Linked DNA regions of Rattus norvegicus: regions 2 and 3 are each linked to region 1. A link is a contact called in public Hi-C data. All regions are on one chromosome and are shown on one strand. The core of a region is the stretch at or near the end of the contact, and the rest is flanking DNA. Distances in the headings are between cores, read along the strand shown.

Region 1 (4,316 bases), core at 1,744-4,243:
CTCTTTTCCTCACCTCCTCTCCTATTTCTTTAAATACAGACAGATCTCAACTTGCCCTATCCCCTCTTCGGTCTCAGAGTTCTCTGGCTGCCTCAGTGGCCTAAGTGGATTCTGGACGCTGGGATCCTCTCTGCACAAAGGTGAAGCTGATGCCGACTTTTTGCTCTCTGCTATACATCAGACATGGAGGTCTCGGGTAAATTTTGCTGTCTCAGGGGACCTGGGTATGACCTCTAGGGCTGGCAGGACTATATACCTCCATCATCTGGGGTGTGTGTGTGTGTGTGTGTGTGTGTGTGTGTGTGTGTGTGTATGCGTGTGTGTGTGTGTGTTCGTGAGTGTATGTATGCGTGTGCGTGTGCGTGTGCGTGTGCGTGTGATCTCACTATCTTCCTTCAAGCTCTTTTTGTCCACACACAACATTGAACCTACAGTACTGACAGGTCCCACCCGTGCTGCACAGACACCCCACATATAAATGAACAAATAAGAATTCTCGAAGGGACTAGTCAGGAGGCAGCTGGAGAGACAAGCCTATGGAAGAACCCCCAGGATGATAGTCCCTGCTCAATCCATGACTCATGAGTCTCCATGAACAGATGTGTACTCATAACCCACTCCCTACAAATACATGTACACACATAACATAGATACATACTCAAAAATGAGACTCACCATGGACAGGTATGGACCTCCTTTCCCTCTTCAGAGAAAAGTAAGCCCTTGCTGAAGACACGTCAGGATGGCAGGACCCTGACTGCTAGCTCCCAAAGCAGCCTGGGAACAGGTGGATAGTCTGCTATGGTTGGAATATGTCCATCCCTCCCACTTTAAAGTAGAAGCTCTCTCCATTATAGTACTGTTGGGATGCAGGCTAAAGCAACACAGGCCATTACGTCTCACCAGCATGATGGCCGCTGTGAGAAGGGCCTCATTTTTCTCGTAGTTACCAGCCTACAAAGCACGAGCTGCCTGTGGGAATCACCTATGCGTCGTGCAATGGCAGCACTGACTGTGTACTACTTCCTGGGAGGACCCAAGATGTCTGCCCTCCCACAATGCTTTGCTTCCTAGGAATGAAGATTCCCAAGCACTGGCCTACACCGAAGCATCTGGGCTCTAGAATCTGTAGGTACATCAGGATAAAAGAAAATTTAAGGCAATTTAAGTTCGGTGAAAACAGACCTGAGGTTAGGCATGTTCATACCAGTAGCTGGTTATTGCAGAACAGAAAACAAATCGCCCCAACAGAAAACAAATCGCCCCCTAGTGGAGGGGACAGGAGAGAAATGCATAAGCATAGACATCAAGTATCTCTCTTTCCCAAAGAGAGGTACTTTGTGATGCCTCAGACAGAACAGGAAGTTCGGTGGTCAGAGACAGGCCAAGGAGAAGAGGGCATTTCTGTGGCCAAGCAGAGCCTTGAACCTGAGTTAGGGGAGAGACAAGGGGCAGGTGTGGCCTGTGTGAATGAAGTGGAGGGGTGGCACACTTTTGTGGTCGAAATACAAATACCTTGTGAGTAACCCCCTAGGGCACAGAGAGGAGGTAACATAAGACAATTTTGAACCTGAAAAGAAGGAGGGAGCCTGTCCATGGCGTGAAAGACTGAAGTGGAGTGAAGAGCTGAGGCTCAGCCGGAGCCTGGCAGGCCTGAACGTGGATCCTGGCCGGTCCATGTGGAGCACATAGGAGGAGGTGGAGCACTATGAAGGGAGCAGGTGGGTATCATGGAGGCCCCAGAACAGGGCGTTTCTGAGGTTATGAGGCACTGTGCATGAACTTTAAGCAGCAGGTAGAAGGATTCTATCTGTACCATAAGAAAGAATTCTTACCTAGAACCGTTTGAAGAATGAATGAAATGTAGTTCCTGAAGGGTCACAGAGATGAGCAAAACCTGGTTGTGAGAGACCTGAGAACTGTGGAAGGCGCCATGGACAGTGGTCGAGGCCTGTTTATATTCTGCTTCAGACTAGCGGAGAGGAGTTAGGCTACCAGAATCTGAATAGAGAAGCAGGTACAACTGGGGAGAAAGTCAGGAATGGCCCTGACTGCAGGTTTTGAGTGGCCTGTGACTCTCCAACAGTGTACAGCATAGGGGCAAAGAAAGCAGAGCCCCAAGCAAAAATAGGGCATCTACTGGGGAGAGGCCAAACCACCCAGGATGGACTGGCACAGGATCGAAAGGACATGAACAGACTCTGGGGGTTGGAGTCACCAATGGTGTAGGGTAGACCGCTGAGTAGCACTAGGGAGGCCAGGAAGCTGGGGCCTCCCTTGTCCAATCCCCTGAAAGGCCATCTAGAAGGAAACTCAATGAGTCTACCACAAGTGACCTTGAACACTCCTTTCTCTCTGCACGGTGGCAAGCAAGCTTCTTCTCAGTTCTCACACTGTCCTACTTTTCAAAGGTGTGGGCTCAGAGAGGACACCTGCAGAATCTGGAATGAACCAACGAGTTGATATGCATGCTGCCTCTGGCCAGCAGCTGGGAGCCCCTCCCCAGCCAGAGAAGCTAGCCTCAGCTTAGACTGGGCAGTCTCCAGTGTAGCCAGTACAGCTGGTTGGAGCAGGACAAGCAACCAAGCATGCAGCCGACTATGCACACTAGTGCCAGAGTGGGCCATGAGTGGTACGCCTTCTAGGACTTCAGATCCACAGGACATTTCCAGTCCCCACTTCCTGCCCTTTCTCCACAACACCAGGAATGTACACATATGCTCACACCCACACGAGTGGTTCATGTGTGCAAAAGCACATGTACCATGCATACACCCAAATGTGTACAGCCACATAAGGGCGCATATGCACACACATGTGCACCTGTGTTTACATAAACATACTCCACAGTCCATTGACTCCCTCAGGGATGAAGTGTCCCTCTCCCCCTACCTCCTTTGCAACTTAGAAAACCTTCTGGCCTCCTGCCTCCCCAGTGAGCACTCTCTGCACACAGGGACTTCCCAGCCCTGTCCTGCCTGCCATGGGCTGCTCTCCTGCCATCTGGCCACGGCGTCTGATAAGCATGGGCAAGCAGCCAACTTGGCCCCGGCTCTGCATGTAGGCTGGACTGGCAGATAAATTGGTTGTGGAGGGGAGCAAGGAGGGGGAGTGGGGGGCCTAGGGAGGAGGGGGTGCAGGCAGAAGAAGAATTTTAGATTCACCCTCTGCTAAGCCACGCTCCAGCTTTCCAAACTCATTGCAGTGCTGTGAAGCTGACAGAGTGCCAGTCGGGAGCAGGCAGATGGTGCTGGGCGGGTGTGGGCCAAGTGGGAATGGGCAAGGACCTTGTCAGAGTAGACGTAGGGCAGCAGGCCCATCCTTACCCTACCCTTGCCCCCACCCCTACTGCCATCCCCAGGAAAGCTGTGGCCTGCTAACCTCACTACCTGTAAAGGATGCTCCAAATCGTTCTGGCTCATTCCTGTCCTGAGAGGCACTGACCTAAGACCTTGGAGTTGCTCAGGAAAAGACTTGGTTGTGGCCACTGGGCTACTGCTATACACTGGGCAGGTGGCCCGATGTCAGCTCTTGCACAGAGCAGTCAGTCATGACACTAGTGTGACCTCTGAGATCTCTAGAGATAAACCTTGAAGAGCACAAGATTTAGACACCAATATACACATATTGCTGAGGTCAGTTGTTACTAGAGACTGAGGGGATGTCTCCTTGGAAGAGGAGTGAGGACTCTATGACAGGGGTTAGCAATATGGCCCCTTGTTACTTAAGTCAGTGTCTAGTAAAAAGTTCCTGCTTCTCACACCACAAACTGAGCCCCACCATTCCCTGTTGATCATGTGAGCATTTTCTTGAAGTCACACAGTGAATGAACCTCTATAAGACAGGCAATGGACCTAAATGGAACTACCTAACGTGGCCAGCTAGAACCCCCACAAATAGAACAAGACCCAAAGAGGAAGCGAGAAGATGGCCATGCCCACTGTGAACAGGTTCTCCTGGTTTCTGACCTCCCTGAGTTTGCTGCTTAGTCCAGAGCAGCTGTGAACTGTGGGACTGCTGGAGGCTGGGATGGAGTGCGTTGAGGGATGGGTTCAGGGGTACTCCCATAGGCAGGTCCACTCAGGCCTTCCTGGGCTGTCTGTGGCATGTGCAGCCATAGCTATTTGATGTCTGAAGCAGGTCCAAGAAGGTAGAAGTCAGAAGCAATCAGCCTCAGTCTATGTAGTGTTCTCTGTATTGACTTTGAACGTGTCATTTGCCTGTCCTGAAATCGCAACTTCATTTGTCCTTAGCATAAAACATGAAGAAGGTAGACACCTTCAAGGCCCTGAGCTGTCTAAATGCCTAATAATGCT
Region 2 (4,077 bases), core at 1,016-3,515, 260 kb after region 1:
AATGTAGAAAGTTGTGTTTAATGATAATTTACCTGTGAAGATCTCTCAATTCTGCAAATACCTTCCCTAACTGCTATGATGTTCGATGTCTCCGTAGCAACCTGAGCACAGTGTCACAGTATGTCACACAGACAGGTTTAATGGCATACATGTGAGAGCACATCTAGACAAGCACCTTCTGTAGTCTTGAGTCCTTGAATCCTATCATATATATATATATATATATATATATATATATATATATATATATATGATAGAACAACATTCTGCCTGCTGGAGACAGCAAGTGCCAGATGGAGGCTAATACAGCCTCACCCATGGGCCCCAGCATCAGAAAGCAGAAATCGACCTCTTCAGTGATTACCCAGGCACCCAGTTCATCATGTCCCTGAATTCTCTCACTTCCTATACTTGCAAAGAAAGGTGCCTTAGTTTAAGGTTGAGAGGGGCATGGAGAGCTCTGATGTTGGGGTGAAGCATGCAACCTGGATTTGAACCTGCATCTGTGTGACCCAAAGACAGGGTTCTTCCAGTGCATCACTGCTATTTCTGAACACCATAGAACACCGCACAAACACAGACACCACCTAGTGCTACACTAACACCATATCAACAGCAGGTTAGAACAATGCTAGTACCACACTGGCACCACACAAGTACCACCCTCACCATGCTAATCCCATGCCAGCACCATGCTAGCCATGCCAACACCACACTAACCATGCCAAACCCACACCCTCACCATGCTAATCCCATGCCAGCACCATGCTAGCCATGCCAACATCACACTAACCATGCCAAACCCACACCCTCACCATGCTAATCCCATGCCAGCCTCACCATGCTAATCCCATGCCAGCACCATGCTAGCCATGCTAACATCACACTAACCATGCCAAACCTACATTCGTACCACACTAACCACGCTAGCATCACGCTAAAGCCAGCAATATGTACCAGTCACTGCAAAAGACCATGCATCAACTTATAAGAGAACACTGGACACTGGTATGTTGGGACCTACATGCTACAATATGAACAACACGGACCGATCAATAGCCATGGCAACCAGAGTGATGAATTGAACTTCTCATACATGACCCAGGAAGTATGTGACAACAGACACCAAATCCTGCAGTGCCTAATACCCTTCTGGTGCCATGAGAATGCTTCTGCCGGCCACCACCATGTGCCAGCAGAGCTCTACAGATGTAGCAATAGCCTGGTTAGAGCCATTGAAAGTGGAGACCTCAACATACTCACTCATTCGGTAGTAGACACACCTGTATCTCTTTCATGCTTCCTCAAAGAAGTGCTTGGTAGAGAGCAGCCACCACCATCTGTGCCCACCAACACCTGGCACGCACTGCCCCAGAGTCATGGCCAGTGGTACTTCTCCAGTGTCTTTTTGTTTGCTCACTCTTGCTCTCTCTTTGCCACTGACAGTACCCCACTCCACTTTAATAGAGAGGTGGACAGTCCCTCTGTAGTGACCTGTAGGATCCTCATGCACTGACCCCATCCCAGGCACAGGGTGGGTGGTCATAAGTAACTGTGCCTCTTGACTACAAAGTACATGAAAATAGTGTAGAACCACACACAGCCAGGCAGGGGAATCTGCGTAGGGGGAGGTGGTTTGTATTAGAGCTGGTAGTCTAGCTGCAATGATCTTACAAGGCAGATTACTGTATGTTTTATGGAGAGAATCTGGGTGAAGAATCTACGAGCCCTCCCTGTTGTTTCTTACCTGTGAACCTGTAATTGTAGCAAACTAAGAAGGCTTCTTAAAGCAGGGAATACAGATTTCTCTGACCTTGCAAATGAAGTCTGATCTGCATTCTGGCTGGGCCCCGGAATGGGTGGCAAAGATAAGCTCTTGTAGTCAGCTAGGACTAGAAACCGCTGTCCAGGATACCGATCTTCAGTTTTGTCTCCTCTCTTCCCTAGAGGTGGGGGCGAGGGGGGTGCTGGAGAGAACAGTTTCACCACAGGCTCCCTTAACAAAGCCTGGTGCAACACTAATGGCTAACAGAATCATTCAGGTGAGTGACTTCCCTCCACCAGCACGACATGGGTTTTTAAAGGAGTTTTGGCAGCCAGCATACAAATCAAAGGTTGGACAGAGCTGTCTTCTCTCAGTGGCTCTCTTTGCTTCACTAAACCATATCGCTCAAGTGATCTGGGCAGGCTGTGTGCTGCTTCCCCCAGCGCTGTGCCAGGAAACCCCGTCTACAGAGCTAGCACTCCCCGGTGGATGGGCTAGATCCTTCCAGCTGTCAGTCAGAGTGCCTGAGAATGATTCTATTCAGGGCACTGCATCATCAGAGGGAAGGCAGTGACGGGGAGTCGGGAGCCATGCGCTTTTTAATTATCTGCAGATCTCGACTGCAAAAATGATACTTCTGTCAAAGCGAAGGGTAACTAACGATTTTTCTCTGTGTGCTCAGCAGAGTGTGCCAAGAATTATGATAAGGGCGACACCTCATCTGCTCAGACCTTCCAGAGAAGGCTTGGGTTTCTCTCTCAGTACCGAAGGGGGGGGAAAAACTGTAAGTGAAATCTGTGGGTCAGACCAATGGACCTGTTTGATGGGGGTTAATGGAGACAAGAGATAACAATACCTCACCACCATTCTGATGCTGCACTCCGTGGTCAAGTCAGGGAGAGACTCAGATCATCCAGGACACCATGTTTATTAGGGTAACAAACTAATGCATGCTTCATTCTCACTCAGCCTGAAACTCAGATGGTTTGTGGCCAGGCAGTACTCACAGACCTCCTACAGGGCCTAGGGACAGGCCCGAGTCCCCATGTGTGACTGCTACAGTGCCTTGGAGCCAAGGCACTCTGCACTCAACTGGCCTGAGCTTAGGACCAGGGCCATGGGGCACACATATGTGGCCACAAGTGGGAACTCCCGTTGTGTTCCTCTTGCTTTTCTCTCCCACTTGGACTGACCGCAGCCATCGGTTGAACTGCAGAGTGCACAGGGACTCTGATGTGACTCACAGGTTTCCTTAGCAAGCTGTGCTTATCTGCAGCAGACCCAGAGAAGCACAATGCATTTATCAGACCGGGCCCTATTACGAAACACAGCAGACCAGCATCTTAGTCAGCAGAAGCTGACATTTTATAGTCCTTCAAGATGCAAATCCATGACCAGAATGCCAGCAGGGCCAGGTGCTGGCGGGCCCTCCTCTCTGGCTCCAGACAGCACATGTCTTTAATCAGACAGACAGACAGATCACCCTGGCTTCTCTCCTCATCAGGGCACTGATCTTGTGATGGGAACACCACCCACGGCCTCATTTCCAAACACCATTACGCTGAAGATTAGGCTAAAACAGCCACAGCACACATCAAAATCACCTTGCATCATGGGAGACAGTCCTCACAGTTGGAGCCCACCTCCTCCAGCTTTAAACAAGGGTTTCTTAGCATATGCATGGTTTGTATTTCTGACTGAGTATCTGTGAGCCGAGACTGTTTGCTATGTATGCTCCAGGATATGGCACGCCATGCCTGATCTCTATCCACTAGATGCCAGTAACACCCCATAACTGGGACATTCAAAATTGTCTGCAAAGATTCCCAAAAGTCCTGAGGGAGGCAAGAACACCCTTGGTTGAAACCACAGACTTAAAGAGAACTCATATCTCACAACACAGTATGCACAGGATCTAATCTAACATTACTTTGCATCCTAGGAGTCAGGAAAATCAGGTTCTCAGAGTTAAGGACAGCCAGCACATGCCAACCTTGAGATGCATTCGATGTCTGAATTATCTATCCATCTACATTCAGCTTGATCACAGTGCTCCAGAGCTGAAGGTGAACATGGCAGAAACAGAAAGGCTTCAAACACCTGCAGAGAAACAGCATTTACACCACGGAGATGTCGGAGGAGGAAAATACAAACCATAGGAAGAAAAAAATCGAAGTCCCAGATGGTTTCAGCCAATGACTTCAGATTACAGGAAAAAGCTAAAGATGTCAAAGACAGTTGCATATGGTCAATCTCATTAGGAAGACAGGGAGGCAAAGCAAAGCACAGCCTTTGAACCCAGCAGGGCAGGG
Region 3 (3,924 bases), core at 227-2,726, 450 kb after region 1:
GATCAGTCAGCCCTCCCCTCACATCAAATGTCTATGAAGGGATCATTCCAAGCACAGTGAGTTCACATAGAGCCAGTTTGAGAACCAAAGAAGAGATGGTCAGAGAAGGTTCTGAACCAGGAGATGGTTGGTATCAGACCTGAGCAGAGAGGTGCACTGTTTGTCTGCTGCATCCATAATTGTGGCTACCAGACATATCCTGTCTTCGAGTGGGAGTGCTTCTATCCTTCTATCCATGGAGCATTTTTGTGGCCACTACCGGTGTCCACCCTCAGTAAAGCCTGTGAGAAAGGCAGACCAGTGTTGTTCCTATCTGAAACTAAAGGCCTAGGAAAGTGGTCCGTTCCAGGCTGCAGAGACAAAACTGCCACTAAACCCAGCTTCCATGCAGCTGCTGGACACAGGCGGGCTGTGTGCATGGGTCAGCCTCGACCCTGGGCAGCAGACGTGCTGTGTCTGCATCAGACATGCTCACAGGAGTAGGGTTGTGGGCTCCCGATTATTGCTTGGCCTCTGTCTAAGCTGGGCTGTATTTCCTGCTGCGTCTGTGCAGATGGTCTCTTATGGGAGCCCACTCTGGGCATCCCACTGAGAACACTGTCTCCTGTGTCCAGTGAAGCATAGGGTGAGACCTGGTGAGGATAGACTGGGAGGCGGGGGCTTCGTTCCAGCACATGGGGTGCGGCAGTTGCCAGCTCGCTCGCAGGAGCACAGTTGCTTGTGCACACTCACACCTCTCTCTCCTGCAGCCTCTGTTCAGCTGTGGAGGTCTCGTCTGGGCCGAGTGCTGTACTCCATGGCAAACTGTCTGCTCCTGATGAAGGTATGTGGGCGGCTGAGCTGTAGTGCACCTTGTTCTAGCAGACAGTGTCAGCTGGAGGCTGCAAGAGGTGCTGTGTGTTCCGACAGGCCTGACAAGGAAGTGAGCCGTGGGCCCCGGCAGTGTTCATCATGGCCTAGATTGCTCAGTAGAGTTAACTCTCACTTGGGGGCCTAACTTGTCACTTTAAAATTTCCACAGAAAACAGTTTATATTACTGAATTTAATTGCACGGGCCTAGGTCTAAATGTTCTAATTAAAACTGCTCATTCCACCACCACCACCACCCCCCCCCCCCGTTTTCCTCTGAACTCCATCCAGAAAAGTGTCCTTTGTTCTGCCTGTTTTAGTGTGAGGGTCATTTTTTTTAAATGATTGATGGTTTTGACATCTGACGGCAGGCTTTCCCACCAGACCCACTTGTGAGAAGCTCTCTCTGAGCTTTGCACCTGAGGAGCCAGTGTGAATCAGGGAGCCCAGCCGGGCTGTCAGTCACTGTATTTCCAGTCTATTCTCCACCCAGGCCCTGCCAGCGCAGGCAGCCGTGTCTTCAGGCTTCTCTCTCATTTTGAATACGTCCCATGCCTGGCTTGCCTCCCGCCCTGGGCACGGGGGGCCTGCCACAGAGCTGGCGGCCTTGCTGCCAGCTGCAGGCACTGAAGCCGCCACAGAATCTGTCAGCAGCAGACGCCCAGAGCAGTGCCTTTAACACCTTCCGAGCTGTGGTGAGACAGCTCATCACTCCTCCCACAGCCAAGGTCATCCTGCTCTGACTGAGCGTCCGCCAGCGGGCAGCTTACCAAGTGGAAAGACGTACCCCTCGCTTTAGCCCGACTGGCAGCCCTCCATGCGGCCATCTCCTTGCATTTGGCAGGAAAGTGTGTGGCCACAGCCCAGCCATAGGACAGTGTGCATCCTCTGCACCTCTGCAGACGTGTGATGTGTGACATTGGGTGTAGACAGGCTCATCTGGTAGGTGACCTTGACACAGGAAGAACAGGTTTCCTAGCATCTCTCCCAGCCATCGTCCTCATAGCTCTTTCCCACTTCTGAACACATTACAGATTTTGTAGTTCTGTGCCTGAGACATTTGCACATGGTCTGTTGCCTGCAGGGCCACTTTGTTCTGGTCTCTTCTCTCCGCTGCCTCCCTGGTGACATCATTGCAGAGCCTGCCCCACCTCCCCGTGTGCTGCCGCCCTCAGCCAAGAGGGGCCTGCTTCTTTCTGTCCCACTGCCCCCTGTACAGGCCTGCCTCTCAGCACTGCTGTGGCCAGTGGCAACCTTAGAAAACACAGTGAGCATCCAGTGTCTCCTGGGCGTCTCTGAGTCTTGGTTGCCAAGCCTGCTTAGGCTTACAGCACTGGTGGTACCCAACCACAAGCTGAAGCTCCTCAGGGAGGAAGTCACTGCTCTGCTGCAGGGCACTCAGCTTGCATTTCTGAGATGCTGTGTTAGAAAGTAGTGTAATAAAAATGCGTTTCTTTGTTTTACTGCAGTAGTGATACCATCAGTAGTGTAGGCACAGGCAGGCACCAAACGTCTGCCTGTGGCATCCTGTCACCCAAGACTCAGTACGGGACAGATTATCATGTCTCAAAAATACTTCCACAGTGGATGTAATTTAAATTAAAAGTTTGGTTTAATCTTGATTTTTCATGAGTTAAAGGGGTGAAAGAAATGTTCTGAGTGAAGTGGATGCGAGCACATGCGTTCTGCTGCCATCTAGTGGACATAACCAGTATTACCACAGTAGCTGGGCTGCATAGCGGGGCCTGTGCTAGCTAACAATGACCTAATTAATCAGTCTTTTAATGATAAGAAATCTGCTCATGTGTTCCAGTTCTGAGTGTCCCACAATATATTTCCAGGAATACTCACTTGCAAGACAAAGCCCTCTGTTCTTGCATGTGATATCCTTGGGTCTCACAGGAGCCTTAAGATACCTGTGCCACTAGAGTGAACCAGGACACTCTTCAGCTTCACATCCCCTTACCTCCCACACAACATTCTGACTGCTGTGGCTTCTGTTCTGCCACACACAGGGTGCCTCCTGTTTGCTTAGGTCACACCTCATAAAGCCTTTGTTGGCAACAAAGCAGCCATTAATGTGATTTAGCAGTCACTCAGCCAATGAAGTTTTTAGGTACAAGTCAGGCAAGGATGAATCTTACCCACATATGAGTGTCTGTATTTCTATTCAAGGGCAGGTGGGTGTAGTCAGAAGAGTAGAGTGGGTACTCCCCAAGAAGCTGTTGTCAGCTGCCGTCCAGGTTCCCAGAATGAATGATTTCACTGAATAGTAACCAACTAGAAGTCCTCAGCAGCCCTAAATACGCCTTCTAACAAGCTCGCCCCGACCTCTCAGGCTTGTTGATAAATGCTAGCACTGTTGCTGCTGGCACCTACGTGACAATCCCTTCTCTGCTGCTGCTTTCTCTGATCAGTCTGAACCCTATGGATCTAACCTGCCTCCTAGGAGAGCTGTAAAATCCTATCAAAGCTGGGCATGGTGGTACCCACCTTTAATCCCAATATGGGAGACCGAAGCAGATGGATCTCTTGGAGTTCAAGACCAACTGAGTCTGTATAATTATAGTTAATACAGAACCATACAGTAAGACTCAGTCTCAAAAAAAAATTATATGTAATGGGTATATTTATGGCCTGTTTCTTTTCTGTTGGGCTATCCTCAGTAGCAAGTACCCCTGACCCTGGGCAAGTTTGAAAGGCAAGAGTGCCAATCAAAAAGCCTAGGATCCTAGCAGGCTTCTACTGAGGCATACCGGCCCCCATGCTCCTACCCTGGCTCTGTCCACAGCTGTCTGTCAGAAGCATCGTGAGCAGAACGGAGCCCAGGTCAAGATGGCCTGTACTCAGGTACAGCACTGGGGCTGGCAGTCTGCCCTTTGCTCACTGAAGTCAAATGTAAGGGTACATACCAGGTTAGAGGGGATACCAGGATGGATCTTAGGGGCCATGACCTTTTGGAGGGAAGTAAGACTGGCTGCTGCTCCTCTGTGCAGCGACCTTGACCCCAGGACAGTGGTCTGAGAGCAGGTCCACAAGCTGCACAGGGATGCTGCGTCCTCTCAGCCATGCCC

The links. A called contact is a pair of places that touch in the nucleus more often than the background predicts.
Region 2: a contact with region 1 is called in a Hi-C map of the A7r5 cell line, with 2.3 times the contacts expected there. The contact joins two enhancer-like sites. A contact is called at or near these places in 2 of 12 Hi-C or Micro-C datasets (the A7r5 cell line and frontal cortex).
Region 3: a Hi-C map of frontal cortex shows a contact between it and region 1, with 4 times the contacts expected there. The contact joins two enhancer-like sites. A contact is called at or near these places in 2 of 12 Hi-C or Micro-C datasets (the A7r5 cell line and frontal cortex).

The regions. Positions count from the first base shown.
Region 1 is chr6:51,508,463-51,512,778 of GRCr8, reverse strand. No RefSeq gene overlaps it. Among named protein-coding and RNA genes, the nearest start is that of Myt1l, 390 kb to the left of the region's middle. Within about 2 kb of position 2,993, at least 10 of the 93 cell types and tissues checked have an H3K27ac peak or open chromatin away from gene starts, as enhancers often do.
Region 2 is chr6:51,249,484-51,253,560 of GRCr8, reverse strand. No RefSeq gene overlaps it. Among named protein-coding and RNA genes, the nearest start is that of Eipr1, 130 kb to the right of the region's middle. Within about 2 kb of position 2,265, at least 23 of the 93 cell types and tissues checked have an H3K27ac peak or open chromatin away from gene starts, as enhancers often do.
Region 3 is chr6:51,057,698-51,061,621 of GRCr8, reverse strand. It overlaps Trappc12 (trafficking protein particle complex subunit 12), which reads left to right. Exons shown (of 12, transcript NM_001398781.1): 8 at 750-823. Among named protein-coding and RNA genes, the nearest start is that of Adi1, 24 kb to the right of the region's middle. Within about 2 kb of position 1,476, at least 34 of the 93 cell types and tissues checked have an H3K27ac peak or open chromatin away from gene starts, as enhancers often do.